Linked DNA regions of Mus musculus: all the other regions are linked to region 6. The links are chromatin contacts, called in public ChIA-PET, Micro-C and promoter capture Hi-C maps. All regions are on one chromosome and are shown on one strand. Each heading gives the region's core, a stretch centred on a gene start, on an enhancer-like site or on the middle of the called end of the contact. The rest is flanking DNA. Distances are from core to core; before and after follow the strand shown.

Region 1 (3,382 bases), core at 708-3,207, 780 kb before region 6:
GTCTGTCTGTCTTTCTCTCTGTATACACACACACCACAATGCCCTTTGCCATTTTTAAAAATATGTTCACTGTTTCTGTTTCACAGCCAGAACTGGAGTGATGTCAGTTTGCTTCTCCAGAGATGGCAGAATGTTCTTCAGCTTGCATCCCTGCTGTGGCAACGCCCACTGTGCAGCCTGTGGCTTCTTTAGCTCCTTACCTTCCTTACGGGGCAGTGTGCACCTGCCCCCAATGACATCTCCCCCAGACCCCTGTGTTTGGAGTTGTCTTGTTTCCTTCCAGGACCTTCCTCAGACCTTAGCGATGACATGTGGTGGCTGGAGGAGTGTTGGAGGTGGAGCCGCTCCTTTCAGAGCTCATCGAGTGGTTGGACCTTTGTGCTCTTGCTCAGAATGTATAGATCTAAGGAAACTATGGCCTCTAGGGACCTCAGCTTCCTGAACCCTGGAAGGACCCATCTTCATGGACACTGCATAGGTTCCAGGGTGTTGCTCTTTGCTTATTTCAGGGAGAGGACAAGCACAGGGGGCCTCTTCTAAACCTGCTAACTCCCTAAGGGACGCTTCAGAGCACTGGTTCTCAACCTGCCATCATAACCCCTAGGAGGGGCCATGTATCAGACAGCCTGCATATCAGGTATTTACATCGGGATTCATAACAGTAGCAAAATTACAGTTATGAAGTAGCAATGAAAATAATTGTGTGGTTGGGGTCAGCACAATACAAGGAACAGTATTAAAAGGTCATAGCATTAGGAAGGCTGAGAACCCCTGCTTTAGAGAAAGGCAAAGTGTTCTTGAGACCACCCAGGAAATCAACCTCCCTGTGCTTGACTGCCAAGCTCAGTCCTCTCTTCTGAAGTTTTCTCCTCTTGCCACTCAGTCTTCTCTCCTTCTCAGCTCCACTCTCTGCTGGTTCCCAAAGTCCCTGACCCATTCTGGGTTGGCCATAGAAGGCCTGGGAAAGTTACCTAATCATCAAAGGCATTCATTCCCCTTCCAAGGGTAGAAGAGGTACGCAGGAAGCAAGCTTTATTCTTTTCAAAGCATCCTAGGTTGTGATCCCAGTGCTCAGGGGCTGAGGCAGGAGGATTGATAGAAGTATGAGGTAGCCTGGGCTACAATTGTGAAACTAGTAAGTTTCAAGCCAGCCAGCCAGGGCTACAGTGTGAGACCCATTTCAAAGACAGGAGGGAGGGAGGGAGGGAGGGAGGGAGGGAGGGAGGGAGGGAGGGAGGGAGAGAGAGAGAGAGAGAGAGAGAGAGAGAGAGAGAGAGAGCTGCCTTGCCATGAAATTCAGAATGCTATCCACTCACCTTGAATAATTTTCTGTGCAATATATTCTCAACATCTCTGGAACCTCAAAGCAGCATTAAGAAATGGGAGTAGGGACAGGTCCCCTCACCCTCTCCCTGAAAGGAAATCAGATCTCCTCACTTAGCTTTGTCAGAGTTCTTCAACACCAGGGCACACCAGGGTTCTTGTAGCTTCAGCTCATGGCCTCTCTGTGAGTACACCAGCAGAAATTGAACGTAGAGAATGATTCTAGGGGAGGCATGGGGGGGGGGGGCACAACCTAGTCTGCTGTCTCAGGTCAGCACCAGCAGGGATCAGATGCATGAGAGAGAAACTCTATCACGGGTGACCCAGCCAAGGTCTGAGGTCAACACCAGCAGGGATCAGCATTTCTACCAACCCTGCAGCTTCCTGGAATTCCTCAGACAGTGAGTTTAGATCCTCCTTGTGGCCTTGTGCAATTGAAAGATAGCGACCTGTATGAATTCAAGCCCCGAGGTAGAGACTGGGAAACTTCTCCTCACCCTTTCACAGGTCAGGGCCTAGAAAGGCATCCCTGGGCCTTGGCTTCACGGAGCTATTTCCTCATACCTGAGCCGTCCACAGCTACATGCACCCCTCCCAGCCTGCACTATTTAAAGACAGCACAAAGGAACCCGATGTGAGTCACAACACCCAGGAGGGCAGCAGCAGGCAGGCAGCTCCACTCACCAAAATCTGGCCCCACACACAGCAGGACTGTGGGAAGGAACTCCCTCTCCATGGCTTCCTTGGGGCAGATCATCTTTTGGAGGTAATCCTCTCTCTCTCTCTCTCTCTCTCTCTCTCTCTCTCTCTCTCTCTCTCTCCCTAAATTGAGAACAGGGGTGGGGTCTTTGGGAGGTGCTAAGAACCTGTGGGCTGTGCTACAGGGTCACACTTGCACTTTATCCGGTCCAGCACTGGGAGAGGAAGAGGTTAATAAGCAACTTTAGCAGCCCTGAGCAACTGCCCAGACTCAGGGAAGGTTCTGGTAGGTGATTTCTTTCTTATGAAAGACTCATCCCTACTAAGGCAGCTGTGGACTGAAAACTGTGTGTTCCACACTGAGGACTCAGCTGAGATGTTCAGGCACAGTAAACCCAGTTCATGGAGCTGCAGAGGTTGGATGGAGAGCAGGGCTGGTGGTGAGCAGGCAGGCAGACAGACAGACGTGTTTCAACACTTTCCTGTGGGCATACTGTCTCTGCAGTCTCACACTAACACCCAGCTCCAGCCCAATCTCGGCTGCAAGGTGGGGGTCCCTCATTTTCCCAGGAGAGCCCAGAAAGGACACCCTGATGGTTATTGCTACATAACCCACTAGACAAATTAAAATAAAATACAATAAAAAGACGCATGCCCACCTGCCGCCTACTGTTCCTCAGCTATACTCCAGGTTCCCCGTTAGGACATCATTTACCTTTCTGATTGAAAAGAGATGGAAAATGAAAGGATTTTGTTGTTGTAGTTGTTGTTGTTGATGGTGATGGTGGTGGTGGTGGTGGTGGCGGCCTGGCCCATCCTCCAATCTCCTTCTCCCCCACTAGGAAATAGATGATGATTTCAGTGTCAGTCCTAACTCATTAACAGTTTTTAGGAAGACACACATGCTGGTTCTAGGGGTTGTTTGAAGACCCAGTCTTCCAATTTCATGTGCCTCTTCCAGTTAAGAAAAGAAAAGGAGGGTGAGGTGGCAGAAAGGAGAGTGATTAACAATGAAAAGTCTGTAAAGAACATCACTTCCCACACAGCCTAGAAAATTCCTCCCTTAAAAGAGAACTCCACCTCCCTCACTCATGTTCAGCAAGAGGCGGGGCAGAGGCTCTGCAGGATCAGCAGAGAGGGGCTCTGGACAGCACCCCTCCCTCACTGTGCTGGGCCAACGCCCTGAGGAGCAACAGGTGTCAATCATCTTTGTCCAGAAGCCTCAGCCTGTCTGGATGGCAGTCGGAAGCACCCGTGTCAGGAGCTAGCATTTTGAAAGCACCAGCATACTAGGTACTTTGTTGGCGTCTTGAATCTCATTACCCCTTGTAAAGGCTCTTCATAGCCCTGAAGCTATATA
Region 2 (3,121 bases), core at 331-2,830, 610 kb before region 6:
AGCCAGGCCTGCTCAGTGGAAACAGCTCTTGAAAGCCTTAAACCATCACACCTCGCCCTTGGGATTTCTAGGGTGAGATTAGGAAACTCAGGAGTCAGACTTGACCCTCTTCTTCCCTTGAACCCACACTCCAGTACCATGAGACAGGGGCATTACTGCAGAGCCGTCTCCCAAGTTCTACCGAGGCTCTTTCCTCCGACTCAGTGCTTTCAACAAAGGCACTGGCCAAGGCCTAGCACTATGGTGGTAGGCTGGTGTGTGTGTGTGTGTGTGTGTGTGTGTGTGTGTGTGTGTGTGTGTGAAGGAGATAGGAGGCCTTGGGGGCTGAGTAGAACACTGTTGTATGGGAAGAAGGATGCTCTTCAACGATGACTTACTATCTCTTAAACCAAGCATGCCAATGCCCCTGCTCTCCTCACCCTCCCTTTCCTCTTCCTCCTCCTCCTCCTTTTCTTCTTCCTCCTTCTTTTTCCAAGAGAGGGTTTCTCGGTGTAGCCCTGCCTGGGTTTCCTGGAACTCAGTCTGTAGACCAGGCTGGCCTTGAGTGTAGAGATTCATACACTTCTATCTCCTGAGTGCTGGGATTAAAGACATGCACAGCACCGACCAGTGCCAATGCATGCTTTGAATCCCAGCCCTTGGAGGCTGGCCTTGGTGGGGGGAAGAGGGCTGTAAGGTGGAGGACGGTCCAGACTGTACAGTGTAGGGCTAGACAGTGAGATCAAGTTCAAGGCTGGCCTAGGGCTGTATCCCAAGGCCTTTCCTTGACATCATAAAAACAGAAACAAAAAGCATCCCCAATTATAAAAGCAGGAAGCCAAATGAAAACTTCCAAAAGGCTGTAACACATTACCCTTTTGTCAAAGCGCCGATATTGATTAGACAACGACTCTTACACTTTTCAGCGGGCATTTGTAAAGGGGGGTTGGAGAAAAAACATCGGATTTCTGCCTAGAAAAAATTACATAATGATTGGGGGAGTCCGATTTCAGGCAAGCCAGTCCATGCTCTCAATCCCTCCGGCTTTGCCGACACCCGGTTTTTCCTACATTTCTTATCTAGAGAAAAATGATTTCCCTTGTGACTGGGCCAAGCTGATGTTGCCAAGGGAATAGATGAGTGGGAGAGGAATGAGAGAGGAAGGAAGGCTCGACAGCTGGTGTTCCTCTCTTTCCAGATGAGGCTGGACCTCCAGGAGGTGAGGTCTGTGTGAGTGGGGACAATGACACTATCTGCTTCTGAAGGATGCAAAGAAAAAAAAATGGTTGCTACACAAAGAAACACTCGACAAGATATGGTTAACAATCTATGTCCATGGCACATCCCTTCTGGTCCCTTGGTAACTTGGCCAAGGTCTAAAACAGAATTCATTCATCCTCCACGCTCCAACCCAATCCCTCCACGCTCCTTTCTCCAGCCCAGGTGCTCCTCAGTAGTGTCCACTCTCCTCTCCAGCTTCCTTCTGAAGTGATGTCTTTCTCATGCCCACCCAGAGAGCCTTTTCTTTCTTTGCACTGAGACTCAGCTGTGACAACTTCCTGGCCTTCCGGTACAAGCAGAGGAAGGACGTGGCCAGAAGGAGCAGCATGACGAAGGGGCAGACGATGAGGAAGTGGAGCAAGGGCCCCGAGGAGCAGATCAGGGAGGAGACCGTGGGCTCTGCAACCAGAGAAACACAGAAGACAATCAATCAGTGTCCCAACGATCGGGGCCGAGCAGGCGAGTACGTCTCCCTACACATCATTATCGGCAAGTCCGTGTAGATGACAAGGTGGAATGGCACAGGCCTCTCGCCCTGCAAGTGCACTGGAAGAACAGGCCCAGGACATTCCCAACACACACCTCTTCCCCCTGCCCGGCCATTGCAGCTGTACAGCTGCCAATGACCTACTTACAACCACCAGCCAAAAAAGAAAAGCAAAACAAAAAAAAAAAGAAGAGAGAGAAAGAAAACCTTTCCTTTAATCTTCTTCCCTCAGAAAAGATATGTATAATTCAGTTCTCGTTCTCAACTGTGTGGCTGGCTCTGAATTTTTAACTGAGATATTCCCACTGCTGTTTCTGAAACTCACAGTGCACTAAGCTGTCCTCAGTAACAGCTGTGCCTATGAAGGAGGGCACTTTTGCCCCTGACCCATGACATATAGGTTATCCCGGGTCCTGACTCCTTGCCCCACTATGCTCAATTCTCACTTCCTGTATCTAAGCCACTGGGCACAGTCCCTGTCTGGTTGGATCTCACTTCTCCCAGACTTCTTGCATGGTCCCGTGCTCACCCCTCCTTGTCACACAGCCCTTTGTTTCGGCTCCTTTCTTCCCTGGACTGAGAATGGCTAAGTGTCCTGGGTTCCTGCCTTTGGTGATCTTAAACCAAACTGAATGCCGCCACAGAGTCAAAGCCACCATACAGAGAGGCACGCCAAAGCATGCGATCCTCCGATCCTCCGCAGCTGCAGGCCGATGGGAGGCACCATCAACAGACTGACATGTGGGGCATTGGGGCTCCTGGTCATTTCCCAGAGAGGCAAAGCAGAGAGGACTGCGGCCACCACAGGTCCTCGGAAATGGTACCCTGGGCTAATGGCTAAAGGCCTGGGTTACAGGCATTCAGCAGAAAGCCACATGTGTAAAGTGGTACCAACCACTCACTGCACTCTTCCAACTACATTTCTGAACTATTTGAAATCAGGGCTATTCTGAACAATCCGATGCTAACAGCAGCTGTGCTTTGCTTGGGAAACTAACGACAGGAGACCTCTCTTCTTCAAAGGTTAAGCTATACAATTTCCGAGACTATGGATTCCCAGTGATAAAACAGTTTTGATAGGTCGTTCTGACCAACCTCCAAGTGCAAAAGAAAAGACCCCTTGGGGCCTCTCTGAAGCACTTTACACGTCAAAGACTGCCTCTTCACTGGAAATCAAGAGAGAGCCCAGACATTTGCTCGTGATAGGTACTGTGAGCTCCTGGAGGCTTGGGCCTGTGTCTTACATGTCTCTGTACCTTGTAACGCACCTCCCCCGAAAGTCCTCCAGGATCCTGGAGAAGGAACCAGCTACCGAGTGTATTCCCCATGCAAGAGCCAAGGTGGCCGCCATCATGCAGTGTCGGTCCCTGGCAT
Region 3 (3,421 bases), core at 441-2,940, 590 kb after region 6:
AACCCCAAATTCCTACAGTCCTGAGTGGCTGCAGGCTGGACCACAGTCCTGAGTGGCTGCAGGCTGGACCACAGAAGCTGCTGGATCTTGACAGAGGAAATCCAGTCTCCAGATCTGTCCAGTCCCAACCTGTGTACCCCAAAGACCACCGCTACTAACTCCAAAGTTTGCTGGACTCCTTTCTGCCCCATCTTTGACTCAGTATTATCACAGTCACCAGATTTCCATGCTTGCCATCTGAATGCCAAGCCCTTGATTTCTCTCTTATACCGAGTCCTGGGCTGGCTCTTGGAGTCATTGTTAAGCACTCCCTGATGGTGCATTTTTTGTTTTGTTTTTGTTGGTTTTTTTTGGTTCAGTGGTTTTTTTGTTTTGTTTTTGTTTTGGGTTTTTTTGTTTTGTTTTTGTTGTGGTTTTTTTTGTTTTATTTTGTTTGTTTTGTTTTGTTTTGGTTGTTTGTTGTTGAGGGAGTTTCCGGCCCTCTCCAGTCCTGCTCCATTTTGGAATTAGTCTCCAGGGACTCTTGCCTGTAACTTTTCCCTTTTCTGACCTGTCATCAGTCAAGCTGGCTTCTTTCCAACACCATTCAAAGGAGGCTAACCAATCACAGGGCAGAAAGGATCGCCCCACTCCCTAGCTCTTCAAGGGTAGGACGTGTTGTGCTTAGACCAACAAGAAAGCCAGGGAAATAGATAAACTCATTAAAATGCTAGAAAAACGAAGATTAAAAACCCAAGAGAACTTAGTGCAACAAGACAGGAACACGCAGGCGGGAGCCCAGGCTGAGTGGCAGTTGGCTGACAGCAGCGCCTTTGAGCCTTACCTGAACTTCCTCTGCGCCTGTGCGGGCAGAGTCATTTGCCAGCAGGGGCTCTCCAGCAGGAGCCTGGATGGTGACAGACTTTTCTGACCCTCTGCCATCTTTATTCCTTGGTGATTTGTGTCTTTCTCTTGTTCTTTCCCTGGGGGGAAATAATCCAATAATCAGACACCAAAACTCATGCCAGGTTAGTTACTCTCTAGCTCACCCCTCACACCGCATCCATGCCTACCCATCCCCACAGCCTGCCAGGAGTAAGAGTGTCTTAAATTTCCCAACTATTTTCAAAACAAAGACTGCCACTCCTCCACCAACAACGGTCACATTTTTCAGAGCCTTGTTTTAGAAAGCCTTGCTTTAAAGCCTTGCTTTAGAAATTATTACACATTTCACTGTAATAATTACTCAGTTGATTTGGTTATCATTTGCCTAAACTAATTCGTGTTTTACTGGACAAACACTATACTGTATCATATCTAAACTTCAATCTGAAAAAAAGAAAGAAGGGAAAGAAAAAAAAATCTGGGACATGATATCGCTCTACAGTTTGGGACGAGAAGAGAAGAAAGGAAAACCAAAGCCGGGACAGAGAATCCTGTACTTGTCTTTCTTACAAATTCAACATGAAAAGCCACTCTGTGGGTTTTGACTGTGTTCAAAGACACCCATAGAAACAAAGAAGGTGAAACAAAACATTCCCGGGGGTGTGCTTGTCCCAGGCCACCTAAGAGAAGCAGGCTCTCTGTACTCTCTCTGTACCAGAGGAACTTCGTGGGTGGTCTTCCTCCAGAGACAGTGGGAGGACACCCTGCTGCTGAGTCTTAAAACTACAAAAGGCACCAGCCACAGTGGCCGAGCCCTAGAGGTCACAAGCTGGTCAATAAGCAGTAAAGGAGAGGGGCACCAAGGCAGCCCTGCAGTGGCCAAAGCCAGTGTGTCTCCTTGGCGACCTGACATCAGCTTTCCCCATTCCTACTTGTCCTCATGCCCAAGGTTTCCCATTTTGTGTGCAAAGTCAGACAGTCAGCTCTCCTATGTGTGACTTTGCACAGGTTGATGACCTCAGTTTTCCTTTGTGGGGAACAGAATGGGGGCCATGATTCCTCATACACAGGGAGAGTGCGTGTGCTCAGTACAGAGGCGTGGAGTGAGTACCAATGTACAGCAGCCATCTTTGGCCAATGGCAAAAAATGGGGTCTGAACTTTGTGAAGGAGAGTGTGATATCTCTATCCCAGAGAGTGTGATGTCCTGGAGAGAAGGACACAAAAGAGCCATGAGCACACCATAGGCCCACCACCAAACCCTCTTCCCCACTACACATTTATCTCCTACTAACCTACTACTTAGCAACAACAATGAACCCCTAAAACTGCATGGCAGATCTATTGTCAGACTCCTATCTTGGGAACCTCTCCCTAGGAAAGGCACTATTCAAACTAGGAAAGGATAACTATTTCAAGGAACAAAGGGTTTGTGGCAGACAATGTTTCCATGACAATAACTCCATTCTTAGCCAGATAACTAGACAAAGATGTGTTCTGGTTAGCTGTGTATGGCTCCCAGACAGGTAACTGGGGGAGGTGGGGAGGGGGGCAGTAAAATAAGCAGAGAATCTAACTATTCACCCAGAGCTGTATCAAATGATGTCAATCTCTCCTGCCCTGCCCCCTTCACGCAGCACTTGGCTGAGTATGTGACTTCATTCAATTTTAACAAATAATTCTGAGGCCAGTATTACTGCCCCATTTCTCAGATAAGAAAAACTAAGGCACAGAGAGGTCAAGCACCTTGCAAAAGTTGTGGTAAGGAGCAGAACAGGAACCGATCCCAAATCTGTTGCCACCATTTCTATTCAAAACCGCCATGTGACATTGCTTTGAGGAACGATTTCATTTTTAAAAACTAGCATATATAATTATATAAGACAATGAGATTTTACCATGGTACTTTTCATACATAAAGATAATGTACTTTGATTATGTTCACCCTTCTTCACCCCTCCCCCACTGGCCCCCTTCCTTTCCTAAATCTTCATAAGTTGGAGATTTCATAAGGTCAATATTCCTAGCCCTCATCTTCACCCCCCTATACAGTCTCACTGCTCCGAGTTAGGAAATAGGCCTTCGAGGTCACTGTTGGCTGTGACCATGGATAGCCTTAGTTGTGTGTTGTCCAAAACCAGCACCCCAAAGGGTGTTCTCTGTGAGCAACAGTAAGCAGGGTGGGAGATTTGAGTGAATTTTAGGCTAGGTCCAGAACTGTTAATTCACCAGGTTCCACCTGCAGCCGGCTGGATGACCCTGGAATGATCCCCACCCCTTCCACTTCCCCTGGGATCCCCCATTTGTCACTCATGTTGGCCACCAGCCTAGTCACATGCTTATCTAACCTGGTTCTCTATTGAAAACTCCCACAGGTCAAATACTGTGACAGCAAAGATTCTACTGAAACAAAACCCTTTTGCTTTGTGCCAGTTCCTGATTCCTGAACATCACAGGGGTGAAAAGCAGGCGGAAACTAACCAGGACTAAAAATGGCTGCAGTGCTCTTTCCAGGATCACCCGGCTGGGTTCTTAAAGGACCCAAGGGCACTGAGATG
Region 4 (3,335 bases), core at 619-3,118, 920 kb before region 6:
AGTAAGGTTTTTCACAGTTACAAAGCAAGGGAAGTTTTAAAGAAAAACCTCTTAAAGTATGTAAGTTGAAAATATCAAATATCCCAAAGTATAGAAAAATGGTATGAAACTGTATTATTAGAAGTACTCCAATAAGGCCAAAAGTCAATGAACTAGCAAGCAAGTAATTATTAACTTCACAGACAAAGTGAGAACGCCCTCATTACAATAGTGTATTGTCCCAAATATTTAACTTAGGCTCACATTTGAACCTAGGCTTTTTCAAAATCCTCACACTAGGTTAAAACCACTACCCATTTTCTACAGGGGTTCTACCATTCGGGTGAAGTCTCATACATACTTCTCTTTCACACATTCAAGAATTAGCTTATGAGAGGAGAGAGGTGTTTGGAAAAAGCGAATTGTCTCCAAAGTCTCCTTTTAGGTAAAGATCTAGAAATGACTTAAAGGCTGGAAGCAGAGCTTCCATTTCATTTCATCTTGATTATACCCTGCCAAGGGCTCAATTCAGAATAACTGGCCAAATTATGGTTAGGGATATACACACCCCACCTTTTAACATTTAAAAAAAAAAAAAAAAATCAGAGCACAAGCCAGAGATTGGGACTTGGTGGCTGAGCAAAGTCTAGCAAGCTGTCAAGATTCAGTGACTTCACATGGTGGCAGAAAGGCAGAAACACGTTCTCAATACGCGCATGCTGACTCCCTGTATCTCCGCTCCCTGCTGTCCACAGCAGAAGAGTCTGACTGAACACTTCGTTCTGCCGGGAAAAACCAAGGAACCCTAGGAGTCCTTCCAGTCTATGTATGGTTCTACCCAGGCAGCTCTGAACCAACAACGTTCAACACCCTGATCATTCACAGGGGCAGGAGGGGGAGGGGGGAGAGACAAGAAAGCAGTGAACTGTACCTTGCTCTCCCAAAAGGAAGTACCATAATTTAAGTAACAAACGAACCTGTGTCTGTGTTCGTCGGGTCCATGGATCAGGAAGACGCCGGGGTTTTTAGCTCCTTTGCCGGCATCTACGTGAGGAATTAACACATCTTCTAAGCCCAGATCAAAGCGTTTGTGTTTTGAAGAGTCTGGAAGGAAGAAGAATGCCCCAAAACACAGGGTGATGAAGGCACTAAGGATGAGGAGAAGGATAAACTTCTCGGAGAGTCTCAAGGTAGCCCTGTGATGTGGGAAGGAGGGCGGCCCCAGGTTCAAAGGTGGTATCCTACGACCAGAGAGGGGCAGCAGCGCTGGGGTAGTCATCGTTTAGGCTCTTGGACGGAATACTTTATAAAGTTCTCATCTTATATCAAACGTACAACACATCGAACCGTTTCTCAAAACCTCGGCCAAAAAAAAAAAAAGAATAAACTCAATTTCCCTCCTCTCAAAGGATTGTTGTGCTTTTTTATTATTATTATTATTTACGAGGCCACCTCTTTCACGCTCTCCGATTACATCCAGAAGCCCGGGTGACCTCCCAAGCGATCGTTGGTTTCTGTCCCGTCAGATCTTCTCGCCATTTGGCTCTCGGTGCCTCACCGGATGATCGCGAGTCTCCTCTTCATTCCCGAGAGTGGATCGGGCGAGCCACACCGCAGAGAAGCTGCAAGGTGGGTTCTGCCATGCCCGCGCCCCGGCGCGATGCTCAGAGGCGGCTGCCCGCCCCGGGAGGCGCCCGGCGAAGACGACGAGTTGCAGTAGGTCGGTTCCACTCGGTCCCCTCCGGAGCCTCCTCCGCTCCACCGCTCCGCAGCCTCCGCGGCTTCCAAGCAGCGGCGCCGGGCGTAGCAGCGACGACCCTCAGCCGAGGCCGCGAGGGCGACGGCGTCCCGAACACTACAGCGCCCGCGCCGCCGCGCGCTCTGTCAGGAGCGGAACTTCCTCCTCAGCCGAGCGGCCGCCCCCACCCGGCTCCTCCTCCTTCTTCTCTTCCTCCTCCTCCTCCTCCTCCTCCTCCTCCTCAGCTAGCCCCGCCGCCCGCTTCTCGGCCGAGCCCAGCCGCGGCGGCCGAGCCCCTGCGCCTCGGTGGCGGCGTGCGAGGTAGCCGGGCCGCGGCCCTCAGACCGACAGCCCGGGGCCGGCGCCGGCTCATTCCTCGCACCGCCTGGGAGAGGCGGGCGGGAGGGAGGGCGGCCGGTCGCGCGCGAGCGAGCAGCCGCGCCTCCCGCGGCCGCAGGGCGGCTCCGGCAGGGCCCGGCCTCGGGTGGCTCGCACGCTCGCGCTGACTGCGGCGCGGGTCCGCGGCCCTGGGCTGGTCCCTGGCCTGTGGAGGCCGGAGGAGAACAGAGCGGCTGCGCGGCCGACACCGGTTGGGCCGAGCGGCTCGGCCGTGGGGGGCGCGGGCCCGGCTAGCCGCCCCGACTCGCGAGTGGGCGTCCCCGGGCGGCGGAGTGTGAGGTGCGCGCGCACGCTCCCGGCCGCCGCGCCCCTCCCCCGCCCGCCGGGCCGCTCGGGCCTGGCCGCTGCCGAGAGCCCGGAGCCCCCGGAAGCCCCGGCGGCCGGACGAGGAGGACCAGGCGCTTGGATCGCGAAAGTGGCGCTGGAATGTGGGGTTCCTGGGACTGACGGGTTACGGGGGCCAAGGCTGATGCCTCCCTCAGTTATCAGTGACTCGGGGCCGGGGTTCAACATCAAGGTCTCAAACTTCCACGCGTTCTTGGGCACGCGAGGCTGGTTGAAGAAGGAGGTGGCACCGGCCACGTGCCGGATTCGTGTTAAAATGGCAGCCCTGCGCTTTCTACTGGGTTCCTTTCTGAGGAATCGGACGACCTAGGTCAGACAGGAGATTCCTGGTGGTTCAGTCCCAAGACTATATATACACTCTATAGTCATCTTCACCACCACCACTACCATTCCCCCCGCAAAGATAACAAAGATGAATGAATGAGCAGGTGTTAAAACCCAAAAGGACAATATTGTTGAAGTTGAGGCTTGAAACAATCTGAGTCAATTCTGTTATCTGTAATATTGAGAAGAACCAGGTTGTGATAAAGTATAATATAGGCTTCTTAGCAATGCATATGTATTCTTGCATCTAGTTTGCATTTAGCTTTTTTTTTTTTTCTTAAATTTACCTTCTGTTCCTTGCACACATCCTAACTGGTAGCTGGCAATTGGAGAGGAGGCCCATAAATGGCAGGGGTGGGAAGTCAGCCTTAGAAATCAAGGAAAACTTCATGTCCCTTGGCAGGATTCAGAACTACATTCCACTAGGCATTTCTAGAAGCTCTGCAAACCCTACCTTCCTACCACAGGACAAAAGAAGTCATTGGTTTACAAAATAAAGCCAGCACAAGATGTAAACGTGTTCCCAAGGGCCACCGCTGGATCCAAAGTG
Region 5 (3,261 bases), core at 232-2,731, 560 kb after region 6:
CTTACTGACAACATGAATCTCTCTGGGAGTCTGCAAAGCTCTTGTCTTAGCCCAGGTGCCCAGCAAGACGTAAGAGGGAGTCCTGTTTCTCACACTTAAGCATCTGACACCCTGAATGAAACTGGCCTCTGACTTGGTGAGTCTGCCTCCAGCTTCTGGTTGCCATTCCTGGCCAGGACTGAGAGACTAGAGAGGAGCTCCCAGATAGCTGACTCTCTAGGCTGAATACGTTTCTAGGCCAGGGTGGAGTATTCTAGGCCGAAAGCCCTGAGAGCATCGCAGTCTTTTGGTAAACAGCTCAGACTTTGAAAAACATTCCTTTCCGAGGACTTTCAATCTAAAGTGTTCCCAGCAGGAGGCAGGAAACACAGCTACAGTTTCCAATACCAAAATCTCCAAGTGGATGAACTTGATATATATATACACATATATAGACTGTAACTGACATTCCCCCGGAAAAAAATGTTTGTCTACATTTAAACTAAAAATATAAATTGTTCTAAAGTGAGAAAAGACCGTAAGGCAAGCACAGAATACAGGGTTGAAGCAAACGTACTATGAGGTTTAAGCCACAGAGCCACCTAACTGTGCGCCCCCCCCCCCAAACGGTTTCAAGCACATACCATCTACATTGTAGACTTTCAGGCCAGCCATGTGCTTGGCTGCTCGGAATTTGGATGCTGTTAGGAGGTTCGGGTTATAGATGGTGAAGTCCTTGTAGTAATTTTCCAGAACCACCAAGGCTGCTCGCTGGATGCTGTAAAATGAGGGCAAAAATGAATGCGGGGTTTTCACCGGAATTCAGTGGGGCTGAAATGAGAAGTCTTTCTGAGTCAGGTCAATTGTAAGTCAAGGTAGCCCTCCCAGGAAAGTCTGCTGGCTCCTACACTCCCCATGGCTCCCACTATGGCGGCTTCCTCTCCTTTCCCAGGCTCTGGCATTCCCCATATCCCATTCAGCCAGAAGCTGAAAGAGGAGAGAATTACAAGCTGTAACTGAGATTTAGGTTTGGGGTACATAAAGCTTTTCCTGTTTATCCTTAATTTACCAAAAAAAAGGGAAGGAAGTTGAGAAGCTCGCCCCCCCCCAAAAAAAAGGTAGGAACTTTGATGATGCTCTGAGACCCTCATTCAGTAATTGGTTACACACACACACACATACACACACACACACACACACACACACACACACACACATACACACACAGAGAGAGAGAGAGAGAGAGAGAGAGAGAGAGAGAGAGAGAGAGAGAGAGAGAGAGAGGCGGAGATTTGCCCCAGGTCTAAGGAACTGGTCTCCCATGTTACAGCAATGTCCTCCCTATGGGGCAGAGTCCTTTAAATGAGGCTTCAGTTAAACGCTAAGATATTCTGGGTCTTAAGATCCTCAGAAGCTCCTGCCCTTCAAGTGTCCTGGACACTCAGCAGATAATAGCTCCAAGCTACCATTTTGGAGCTCAGGTGATAACACACATATCCCAGAAGCATGCTGGGAGCTGAACAGAACACTGCAGGATCCCTGCTGTTTCAGAGATCCACCAGCTGTAACAGGGAGGGGCTTTCACTCATCTCCTCCCTTTTGACCTTCACGATCACTCCAGGGAAGAAAACAAAGGTACAGAAACCCACAAGCCACACAATGGCATGGCATGCCTTAGAGTCTGGCTAGAATTCTGGGGTGGATTAACAACCTAGATGCTGGCCCTTCACCCTGCGCTGTGTGTCCTGACATCTGCAGCTCCCGAAGCTGTTCGCCAAACACGCTGCACTAAATACCACAGCTCTGTTTTATCTTGCCCTTCTGTGTCTCTTTCCCAGCGCTCTGCTAAGATAATGGGCTTATAAGGATTATTTACAATGGCCTGAATGCCAGGACAGGGACTGCCTTGGATTCCTGGAGGGCTATGCGGCATCCCAGGGCTCTCTACCCCCTACTGACTGAGCAACCCTTAGCCAGACCGCTGAAGCCCCGACTACCCCCACTCCAAGACTCCCTTTGCGCTCCGCTTTAAGAATTGAACACAGGACTGAGGATGAGTCTCCAATGGCAGAGTATTCACCTCTGCACTATGTAGGAACCGAGCAGTCATTAGGTCAGCATGGAGTGCAAGACTAAGGCGGTCCTTGAGGTGAAGGGCTTCATTTTGATCTTACTGTTGTTCGGAGTTCTGCCCATTGTGTTTTCAATTTCCTCCTCCTCCTCTGCTATGACCTTCCCCAAAGAGGAACAAGTGTTCCTTCACTTCCAATGCATCCAAAAGTGTACCCGTCCCTATCACACACATGCACCCTTGCACATTGCTATGTTTGAAAACCCTAAGGATGAAAATAAGCTTGGTTATACACAGACACACTGGTTCAAACTAGTTCATCCCGTGCTTTTATACCAGCAGAAGAATTTCTCTAGGTGCTCAGATTAGAATATTAAAAAAAAAAAAAAAAAGTTCGTCACCAAAAGTTAAGAACTGGTAGGGAGAAATTGAGAGATGGCTTAGCCATTAAGCATTGGCTGCTCTTGTAGAAGCTCAGGTTCAGTTCCCAGCACCTATATGGCTTATAACCACATATAACAGGGGATGCAATATACTTTTCTGGCTTCTGTGGTCTGCATGAGTGTGGTGCACACAAACTCTGCAGGTATATACACATTATAAATAAGCAAGTAAATAAATCCCCCTTTAAAAAAGTCCAGAGTTTAAAGGTAGTTTCGGAAGTTAGCCTCAGGCCCACCTCCAAAGCAAGCCTTGTGGTGACTGCTGGGTTTTGTTTTTCATCCAGGTCACAAGGAGGAGCCCAGAGAATTCCATCGGCTCAGTCCAGTGCCTTCATCCCACATGTGCCATCTCTATAAGTGCCTTCTGTCCTTGTCTCCCTCTTCAGAGCTCCAACCCTGCCACCTTAGCATGGCCTAAGACACGGTTGAGGTAAGGCCCGCAGCTGCCAATGTTGGAGCAAAACTCTATGCATCCCCTAAGAACTTCCCACAGATAGGGCTGATGCCCAAGGACAGAGCCCCGGGGCTTCATGCAGGGCCTCAACCTTGCCAAGGCCAGAGAAGCCCATCTCCCAAGAAGCACAGAAGAGAAGAGCAGGCATCCTGCGCCTTCTCCAACCCCATCATCGCACAGAGCTCCAGCGTGACTCAGAGCCAGGCACGGTCCTGGCCGGATGCCCAGGCTGACAAGCTAATGCAGGAGCTGAAGTACTCGCGCCAAGTTTATAAATGCCTCCAAGAGCTGTGCACACTCTCGCCTACAGAGAA
Region 6 (3,585 bases), core at 113-2,612:
CGTCTTATAATCATCTCTTTCAAGTCTCCAAAGAATGTGCTTCCCTCTGGCTCCATCCAGTATATACCCGGGTGCCTTAGGACCTGCAGTGTCTACAGCTTGTCTGCTTGGTCAGCCCTGAAAAGGGTGGAATGGACTCTCCCACCTGTATTCTCATGACTGGTGCTTTTTCAAGCTAGGAACTGATATTTTCAGGGTTATTTTTTTAAGTTTTTAATCTGCTACTTTGAGGTCAAGAACTAACTCTTCCGAGGTGGACAGCAGTAACCGAGGTGGGAACTCAGTGTTGTTCGTGCCCGATTCCCTCATTCTCTTCGGGAACCGCTCTCGGGTGAGACAGCAGTGCAGGAAACCCGCATGGCTTTTCTAACACCATCAACTGCCCAGTCTCCAGTCCTTTGTTAGATTGACAGTACCCTGCGGCCCTGAAGGGTCAGCCTGGCCCCATTTAAGAATTGTGCTCCGACATAAAACAACACACCCCTCCCCGTCGTTAAGACGATAACACCAGTTACCAAAGGCACATCCTGTTATGGACAGTGGCCCATTTTAAAGCTCTCAAAAGTATACCTTAAAGGCTATCTTTGGGCTGTGAAGTCACACCCTTTCTGGCACCAGCTTCGCTGGGCTGGTTCGGCCTAAGGGGAAGCCAGTTTTTTTCCTTTGGGGGAGGGCGGTCGCCTCTGCGGGGAGCTGGCCGAGCCCCAGCGCCTCCAGGAGAAGGGAGTCTCGACCCGGAGGCTGCCCTCGCCGGCGCCGGGCCGCGGCGAGGACCGCCACCGCGAGGGGGCCCTGTCGGAGCTCCCCGGGGGAAGGGGAGGAGCGCTCCTTCCCCTGGGCACGGTGGGAGGAGGGAGAAAGGAAGCGCAAGGCGCGCGGTGAAGGCGACCAGAGGGCTCAGGCAGGGCAGGCGCCCGGCTCAGAGATGCCGCCCCGGGTGCTCCTCCTCCCGGGCCGCTGCCCGCGCTCAGCACCCGCCCCTCCATTGCCGAGAGCCCGGTCTCTAAGCCGCTTCCTCCCGCGCCCCCGCCCGGGGCCCGGGCTCGCCAGACACTCACCCCCTTCCCCATGGTGGCGGCGCTGCGGGCCCCGCGCCGGGTCCTGTTGCTGGAGACTAGAAAGAGAAGAGAGCAGCTCCCGGCCGGGAGAGCGGAGCCGGGGGAGCCGAGAGGCGGGAACTAGGGCTGCCGCGGGAGGAAAGAGGGAGGACGGCCGGCGCCCCGGACCGAGGCCGCCGCTGCTGCCGCCGCTGCTGCCGCCGCTGCCACGTGTCCGCCTCCTCCCGCCGAGGCTCCGCGCCCCAGACCCAGCCGCAGCTCGAGCCCGTGCCTCCTCCTCACTTCCTAAAATATGCAACCTGCGTGATGGCTCCGCCCACGCGTGCACGTCACCGTTACCGGAGCAACCTGACACCGGCTCCAGCTAGCTCCGCCTCCGCCTCTAACCCCTCCCAGCCGGGCCCAGACCGCGCTAGCGACTGCCTGCCCTGGGCTCCCGGCAGGAGGGCGCCGGTGCCCAGGACGCGGGTGTCTGGGTCTCTCAAGGGCTACGGAGCGCTCCCGCCTGCAGAACACTGGGGACTTGAGTGAGCAGCCTGCGGAGTAGGGTGCGGAAGGTCCACAGTGGGTGCGGCGCAGTCGGGGCTAGTCTACTTGCTCAGCGTAGCTTTTCTGGGGTCTCGAGGGGCCGGGGTTGGACAGCAGCTGCACGACTCCGAGGGATTCCTCTCTGCAGAATCCAGGCCGGCATCCTTCGGCGGCGGCGGATGGTGCTTTCCCTTTGATTCCTTCGTCCTGGGGTCCTCTCACTCCACCACTAGAGAAATGCTTCAGGACATATACACACGCGCGCGTGCGCGCATCACTTACATTTCCCTTCCCTTATGACCCCCAAATGACTATATAAAAAAAAAAAGTCAGTAAGAAATTCATTCACAGCACTGTATGAATGAAATCTTGCAAAAGAGGAGGGGGGATTAAACTGTTTGTTGGAGAGTTTCTCCTTTTTATGGCAGAGAAACCTAAAACCCAAAAGAACACCCATCTTTAGTAAAAGAGGTGGCTCAAGCATTTTGAAGAACAGCATCCACAGCATCCGTGGTTACCTTGAGGGTCTCATCAGACTCACTTCCAGCCAGTCGCATCCCACTCTTGGCCTGGCAGAGTTGCAGGGCGGGGCTTCTAGTTTCAGTGGCTAAGCAGGCGCTGTGATGGCTGAAACTTAACATCAGAAACAACAAAGTATTTGTTGTTGTTCTTACCAATCTCAGGAAAGCAAGCAGTCTGGGAAAGCTTAGGATTCAGAAGAGAAACTCGATTTCCATCTCTGAAAATACCTAGAAGTAAGGAAAACACTAACTTCTTAGATATAGACCTATCAACTTCAAGTGTCAATGCTTTGTAGGATGTAGAGCTTGCAAAAAATAGGTGGGGGTGGGCAGAGGGTAAGGGAAGGAGAAACACCCAAACATCTAGGCACTGTGTTATCAGTTCCTCCATAGAGCAATTCTCAGTACTTCTTAGAAACAACGGTTGCTTATACAACTGTTGCTTATAGCAGAAGGCAGCCTTTATCTCTTCCAGTGATCTACAGAACTTGATTAAATCAGTTTGGGGCTTAGAGAGAAGAGGAAACTATAAGCAAAATTTAAAATCACGATTCTGGGGAAAGACCCTTCAAATCCAGAGTACCAGTACCAGCCCTGTTAGTTCAACTGGAGGTCACAGAGTGTTAGCTAGACTTAAGAAAGTGCATTCCTGTGCATGGCAGATCACTGCCACTGTGCAGCAGGCTTTGCTTGCTGAAGACCTTACTTTAAGATGAATTGCCTATAGGCTCTGATCTAAATGGGAAAACACAACAACTAAAATACAGAAAGCACATGCTTGGGCTGTGGTCCTCCTTACTCATCCACTCACTCATCAAGATAAGTCTGATAGGTCAAGACGCTGCTTTATCTCCACAGCTGCTTCCTTGCAGCTTGGGGTGCTGACAGCCTCTCAGGAGACCCTGGGTTTCTAGTTGTGTTCAAGGATGGAGAAAGGGCAAAATAAGTATGGACGTCTAATTAAACCCTGTATTTTGCTCTTGACTTCATACAATAGTTTTTAACCTGTCCTGGAGTTCTTACATGGCTCCAAATGGAGCAGCAAAACTGTCCCCCATTTTGTGTGTGTGTGTTGTGTGGGTTGCTTTGAATTTGGAAACTTAAACTATCTTTGAACTTCATACTTTGGTGTCTGAACATAGAACCAACTCCCCATGGAAAAAGAGATGGAAAGACTCTGCCTTGTTGAAGTGGAGAGTTGTGGATATGGGTAGAGAACCAAGTAAAGGTGATGGTGGTGCATGCCTTTAATCCCAGCACTCAGAAGGTAGAAGCAGGCAGATCTCTGAGTTCGAGGCCAGCCTGGTCTATAGAGCAAGTTCCAGGACAGCCAGGGATACATAGTGAAATCCTGTCTTAAAAACCATCAACAAAAACAAAAGAAAAACAAAACAAAACAAACGAAACACCAGAACCAAGTAAAATCAAGGCACGGTTAAGATAGAAGTGTGGAGGTCTTAGGTATACGAGGTACACCT
Region 7 (3,192 bases), core at 197-2,696, 640 kb before region 6:
TGTTGAAACAAACCTAAGACCAACATTGATGCACAATTCCTATAAACATGAGCACACATGTGTCTTAAAACATTTGAGCAGGGTACCAAATCTCAGTATATTTAGAAACATTATCTATATAATATTTCTAGAAATAAATAGTAAATTCTGGTACAAAGTGGAGACACAAATCATACAAGTTATTCCAGTACTACTATTCATTAGTATATTACTAATATTCATTAGTATATTAGTATAGCTATGATACTGAAAAAAAAATAACCATGCTCTACAAAGTCCAGCTGAATAGAGAGCAGGGAGAAATGTTAAATGACACCACAGTGTAATTTCACTTCGAGAATGTCAACACCCGGTATGTTAAGATTGTCACACTTGCCGGGCGGTGGTGGCGCACGACTTTAATCCCAGCACTTGGGAGGCAGAGGCAGGCGGATTTCTGAGTTCGAGGCCAGCCTGGTCTACAGAGTGAGTTCCAGGACAGCCAGGGCTATACAGAGAAACCCTGTCTGGGAAAAAAAAAAAAAAAAAAAAAGATTGTCACACTTGACTTTCCTCACTTTAGACAAGATGCTTGAGGTTTCTAGGTCTCAGCTTTCACATCTGCAGAACCTGCGATCCACATCAACCTCTGATGTTTCTTTCAGCACTAACTCCCTACAGCAGCGGTTCTCAACCTTCCTAATACCCGTTACAACAGTTATGGTGACCCCAATCATAAAATCATTCCCATTGCTACTTTATAACTGTAATTTTTGCCGTTTTGAATCGCAATGTAAAAATATCTGATTTGCAGGATAACTGAAATGCAACCCCTGTGAAAGCGTCCTTAGATCCTGAAGGTCGTGACCCGCAGGTTGAGAAACACTGCCCTAAAGACTCTGGCTCTCTCTGGGTTGTTAACGTCATGCCACTAGATGAAGGAGAAAAGCTTGTGTCTAATTAACATGTTTTAACCTTAAACGTAAAATTTAAATGGCGACCTAAAATTGGTACAAGACTAGCAAATTAATTCCCATGTCCACTGTTTGTTTACACTTTTTAGAGGGAGCAGAAAGGATGCCGGGGCAAAGGGGAGTGGCTAAGTAAGGCCAGACAGGTGCCTAGAAACTTGAAGCAGACTCTAGAAGGATCGGAGTGTGGGTGAGTCCGCGTCCCAAGGCAGCTGAAGTGACCAGGCTGGGTCACTCCGTGTAACCGGGCCGGGCTGGAGACTCACTCGGTGGCCTGCACGAAGCCGCATGTGTTCGTCCGGCACACGTAGAAGCTCTTTCCCTTATTCGGGCCATCGCGGACGCCGGTCTTTAAGAAGCAGGCGTCCCCTGAGGAAACAAGAAGGTCAGCATCGGCCACTCCAAGCCAGTCCCACAGTCCCCGGGAGGGAAATCCCGAGACTGAGGCCTTACCGTGCTCCGGACACTTAACCAGGTCCATACCGCAGCCAGGAAGCCCTGGCCCGCCGGGTTTCCGTCTTTGACTCCGCCCCGTCCCGCCCACCACAACACTCCACCAATCAAGCGGGAGAGTCTCTCACTTTCAACCAATTACAGTCTCCCTCAGGCTTGGCGCGCTCTGAAATCAAACTTGGAGTGAGGAGGCGTGGCTGAGCTCCAGTGAGGACGCCGGCATGCTCCCTGGCTTGGGGAAAGCAGGACTTGGAGAGAAGTGGACGAGGCTGAGCTTGGGAGACTCCAGAGGAACCACTAGACCCAGAGGGAGCCAGAGCCGCTTGCCTGCTCGGGAAGCAGCCACTGTGGGCGGGAACACTTCAACTTGAGGCGGCCAAAAGGCGGGAGCATCCCTTAAAACTTTGGGAATCTACTGCATAGTCTGTAATAAGCACAAAGACTCCCTTAGGACCCCGGGCAACCTTTAAATGAGTGCAGGGCGTCCACGGGGTCACCAAAGATTGAACATCTGCACAGATCTCAGTTCCAGGTTCCGCGCTCTTTGAGTCTTAGGCTGCCTTCCCCTGGTGAGGTTCTAAGGACCGCCTGGTGTGGACGCCCTGGGTCTGAGAGAAGAACCTGAGGGCAATACAAGACCTTGCGTGCTTACTAATTTTACATTGTGTGTTTTGCATTGTCAAACCTTTTGAACTTATTTTGCATTTGTACTTTTAAAAAACCGAGAGTGACGCATGGTGGCGCACGCCTTTAATCCCAGCACTTGGAAGGCAGAGGCAGGCAGATTTCTGAGTTCAATGCCAGTCTGGTCTACAAAGTGAGTTCCAGGACAGCCAGGGCTACACAGAGAAACCCTGTCTCGAAAAACCAAAAAGAAAAAAAAAAAGAAAGAAAAGGAAAGGAAAGAACTTGTAATGGATTCTTTCAGTGAGCAGAAGGTGAGGAATGACTATCGGAGCTTGGCTGCAATAGCCATGACTTCATATTTCAGCAGTTGAAGATCATGTGTCTTGGAGTGGCACACACAACTGCTATGAGGACAGAAAAGCTGCAATGTCTAAGAAGTCTGGGCTATATGGAGGCTGTAAATGTTTTAGGAGTTCAGAGTCCAGACAGTCCCGAGGTATCATTTATGAATTAAGCAGTTCTTACTAAATAGCTTTTTTGGTGTCCCAAGAGGAGTAGGTGTTTGAGAAATATAAAGTTCATTTAATGCATACATTTAAAGCAACTGTTCTAACCACAAGGGGCTTACTGAGTGGAAGAAGCTGAACTAGCCTCTACCTAATGCTTAAATAAATATAAAATAGTATATAAATGTCAAGATGAATGGAGTCAGCAGCAAACCCCGGAGAGCTTGAGAGAGAGATGAATTTCCAAGTGCACGCAGTGTGGCACGCCCCACCCCAGTTCTCCAGTGAAAGTTTATACAAACAGATTTTCTTTATTCCTAGATTGCAATTCCAAGATCTGTATTATATGCATGTGAAGTGGATACCATCTGAGGAGGTGGAGACCACAAACACTAAGGTTTGGGGAAAGAGGACCACGGTGATTCTTGTAGTGAGAATTTTGGTTTCTTTAAAAAAACACAGAAATATAAAGAATGTTTTGTTTGTTTGTTTGTTTGTTTTAACCCCAGGTGGGGCTGCTTCAGATTGTCCACAGCAGCTGACTGTAATTTGCCTCATGCTCTAACAGGGGTGTGGTTTTGCCAGCTGCAGATGGTTTCTGAGAGTGTGTGGAATTCTGGGGACTCTTCAGAGGGTATATAAATACTAGGGCCTGA

Evidence for each region. Promoter capture Hi-C pulls out the DNA fragments that hold promoters and counts their contacts. Hi-C and Micro-C count contacts between places; a contact is called where the count stands out from the background. ChIA-PET counts read pairs in DNA pulled down with a chosen protein or histone mark.
Region 1: a promoter capture Hi-C map of hippocampal neurons shows a contact between it and region 6, with 4 times the contacts expected there. The contact joins the promoter of Vtcn1 here to the promoter of Atp1a1 in region 6. A contact is called at or near these places in 1 of 39 promoter capture datasets (hippocampal neurons) and 1 of 115 datasets of contacts at active chromatin or transcription factors (memory CD8 T cells).
Region 2: a contact with region 6 is called in an RNA polymerase II ChIA-PET map of memory CD8 T cells, with 3 times the contacts expected there. The contact joins the enhancer-like site here to the promoter of Atp1a1 in region 6. A contact is called at or near these places in 2 of 39 promoter capture datasets (embryonic stem cells and pre-B cells), 3 of 115 datasets of contacts at active chromatin or transcription factors (bone marrow-derived macrophages, embryonic forebrain and memory CD8 T cells) and 3 of 9 other capture datasets (adipose tissue, embryonic stem cells and liver).
Region 3: a Micro-C map of embryonic stem cells shows a contact between it and region 6, with 2.6 times the contacts expected there. The contact joins the enhancer-like site here to the promoter of Atp1a1 in region 6. A contact is called at or near these places in 3 of 39 promoter capture datasets (embryonic stem cells, hippocampal neurons and liver), 2 of 484 Hi-C or Micro-C datasets (the G1E-ER4 cell line and embryonic stem cells) and 2 of 115 datasets of contacts at active chromatin or transcription factors (epiblast stem cells and pancreatic cancer cells).
Region 4: a contact with region 6 is called in a promoter capture Hi-C map of pre-B cells. The contact joins the promoter of Man1a2 here to the promoter of Atp1a1 in region 6. A contact is called at or near these places in 2 of 39 promoter capture datasets (neutrophils and pre-B cells), 1 of 484 Hi-C or Micro-C datasets (CD4 T cells), 2 of 115 datasets of contacts at active chromatin or transcription factors (memory CD8 T cells and thymic regulatory T cells) and 2 of 9 other capture datasets (liver and macrophages).
Region 5: a Micro-C map of embryonic stem cells shows a contact between it and region 6, with 3 times the contacts expected there. The contact joins the enhancer-like site here to the promoter of Atp1a1 in region 6. A contact is called at or near these places in 1 of 484 Hi-C or Micro-C datasets (embryonic stem cells) and 1 of 115 datasets of contacts at active chromatin or transcription factors (pancreatic cancer cells).
Region 7: a contact with region 6 is called in a promoter capture Hi-C map of pre-B cells, with 5 times the contacts expected there. The contact joins the promoter of Ttf2 here to the promoter of Atp1a1 in region 6. A contact is called at or near these places in 20 of 39 promoter capture datasets (the 3T3-L1 cell line, 3T3-L1-derived adipocytes, the C10 cell line and 10 more), 20 of 484 Hi-C or Micro-C datasets (B cells, CD4 T cells, the G1E-ER4 cell line and 12 more), 8 of 115 datasets of contacts at active chromatin or transcription factors (astrocytes, bone marrow-derived macrophages, embryonic forebrain and 5 more) and 3 of 9 other capture datasets (adipose tissue, embryonic stem cells and liver).

Annotation. Positions count from the first base shown.
Region 1 is chr3:100,823,502-100,826,883 of GRCm38.p6, forward strand. Vtcn1 (V-set domain containing T cell activation inhibitor 1) reads left to right here and starts at 1,958. Exons shown (of 6, transcript NM_178594.3): 1 at 1,958-2,089. The coding sequence starts at 2,058. Gm32720 (a long non-coding RNA gene) reads right to left here and starts at 3,067. Exons shown (of 3, transcript XR_375902.2): 1 at 2,738-3,067; 2 at 1,317-1,505.
Region 2 is chr3:100,992,236-100,995,356 of GRCm38.p6, forward strand. It overlaps Cd101 (CD101 antigen), which reads right to left. Exons shown (of 9, transcript NM_001167906.2): 9 at 1-1,659. The coding sequence ends at 1,430. Among named protein-coding and RNA genes, the nearest start is that of Ttf2, 24 kb to the left of the region's middle. Within about 2 kb of position 1,581, at least 95 of the 459 cell types and tissues checked have an H3K27ac peak or open chromatin away from gene starts, as enhancers often do. A contact at or near this core is called in adipose tissue, bone marrow-derived macrophages and memory CD8 T cells, where this site is marked.
Region 3 is chr3:102,188,586-102,192,006 of GRCm38.p6, forward strand. Vangl1 (VANGL planar cell polarity 1) reads right to left here. Exons shown (of 8, transcript NM_177545.5): 3 at 824-962. Among named protein-coding and RNA genes, the nearest start is that of Gm16160, 14 kb to the right of the region's middle. Within about 2 kb of position 1,691, at least 31 of the 459 cell types and tissues checked have an H3K27ac peak or open chromatin away from gene starts, as enhancers often do. A contact at or near this core is called in embryonic stem cells, where this site is marked.
Region 4 is chr3:100,683,605-100,686,939 of GRCm38.p6, forward strand. It overlaps Man1a2 (mannosidase, alpha, class 1A, member 2), which reads right to left and starts at 1,869. Exons shown (of 13, transcript NM_010763.2): 1 at 957-1,869. The coding sequence starts at 1,258.
Region 5 is chr3:102,166,215-102,169,475 of GRCm38.p6, forward strand. It overlaps Vangl1 (VANGL planar cell polarity 1), which reads right to left. Exons shown (of 8, transcript NM_177545.5): 5 at 624-757. Among named protein-coding and RNA genes, the nearest start is that of Gm16160, 36 kb to the right of the region's middle. Within about 2 kb of position 1,482, at least 56 of the 459 cell types and tissues checked have an H3K27ac peak or open chromatin away from gene starts, as enhancers often do. A contact at or near this core is called in embryonic stem cells, where this site is marked.
Region 6 is chr3:101,603,345-101,606,929 of GRCm38.p6, forward strand. Atp1a1 (ATPase, Na+/K+ transporting, alpha 1 polypeptide) reads right to left here and starts at 1,363. Exons shown (of 23, transcript NM_144900.2): 1 at 1,059-1,363. The coding sequence starts at 1,070.
Region 7 is chr3:100,968,217-100,971,408 of GRCm38.p6, forward strand. Ttf2 (transcription termination factor, RNA polymerase II) reads right to left here and starts at 1,447. Exons shown (of 23, transcript NM_001013026.2): 1 at 1,404-1,447; 2 at 1,217-1,319. The coding sequence starts at 1,431.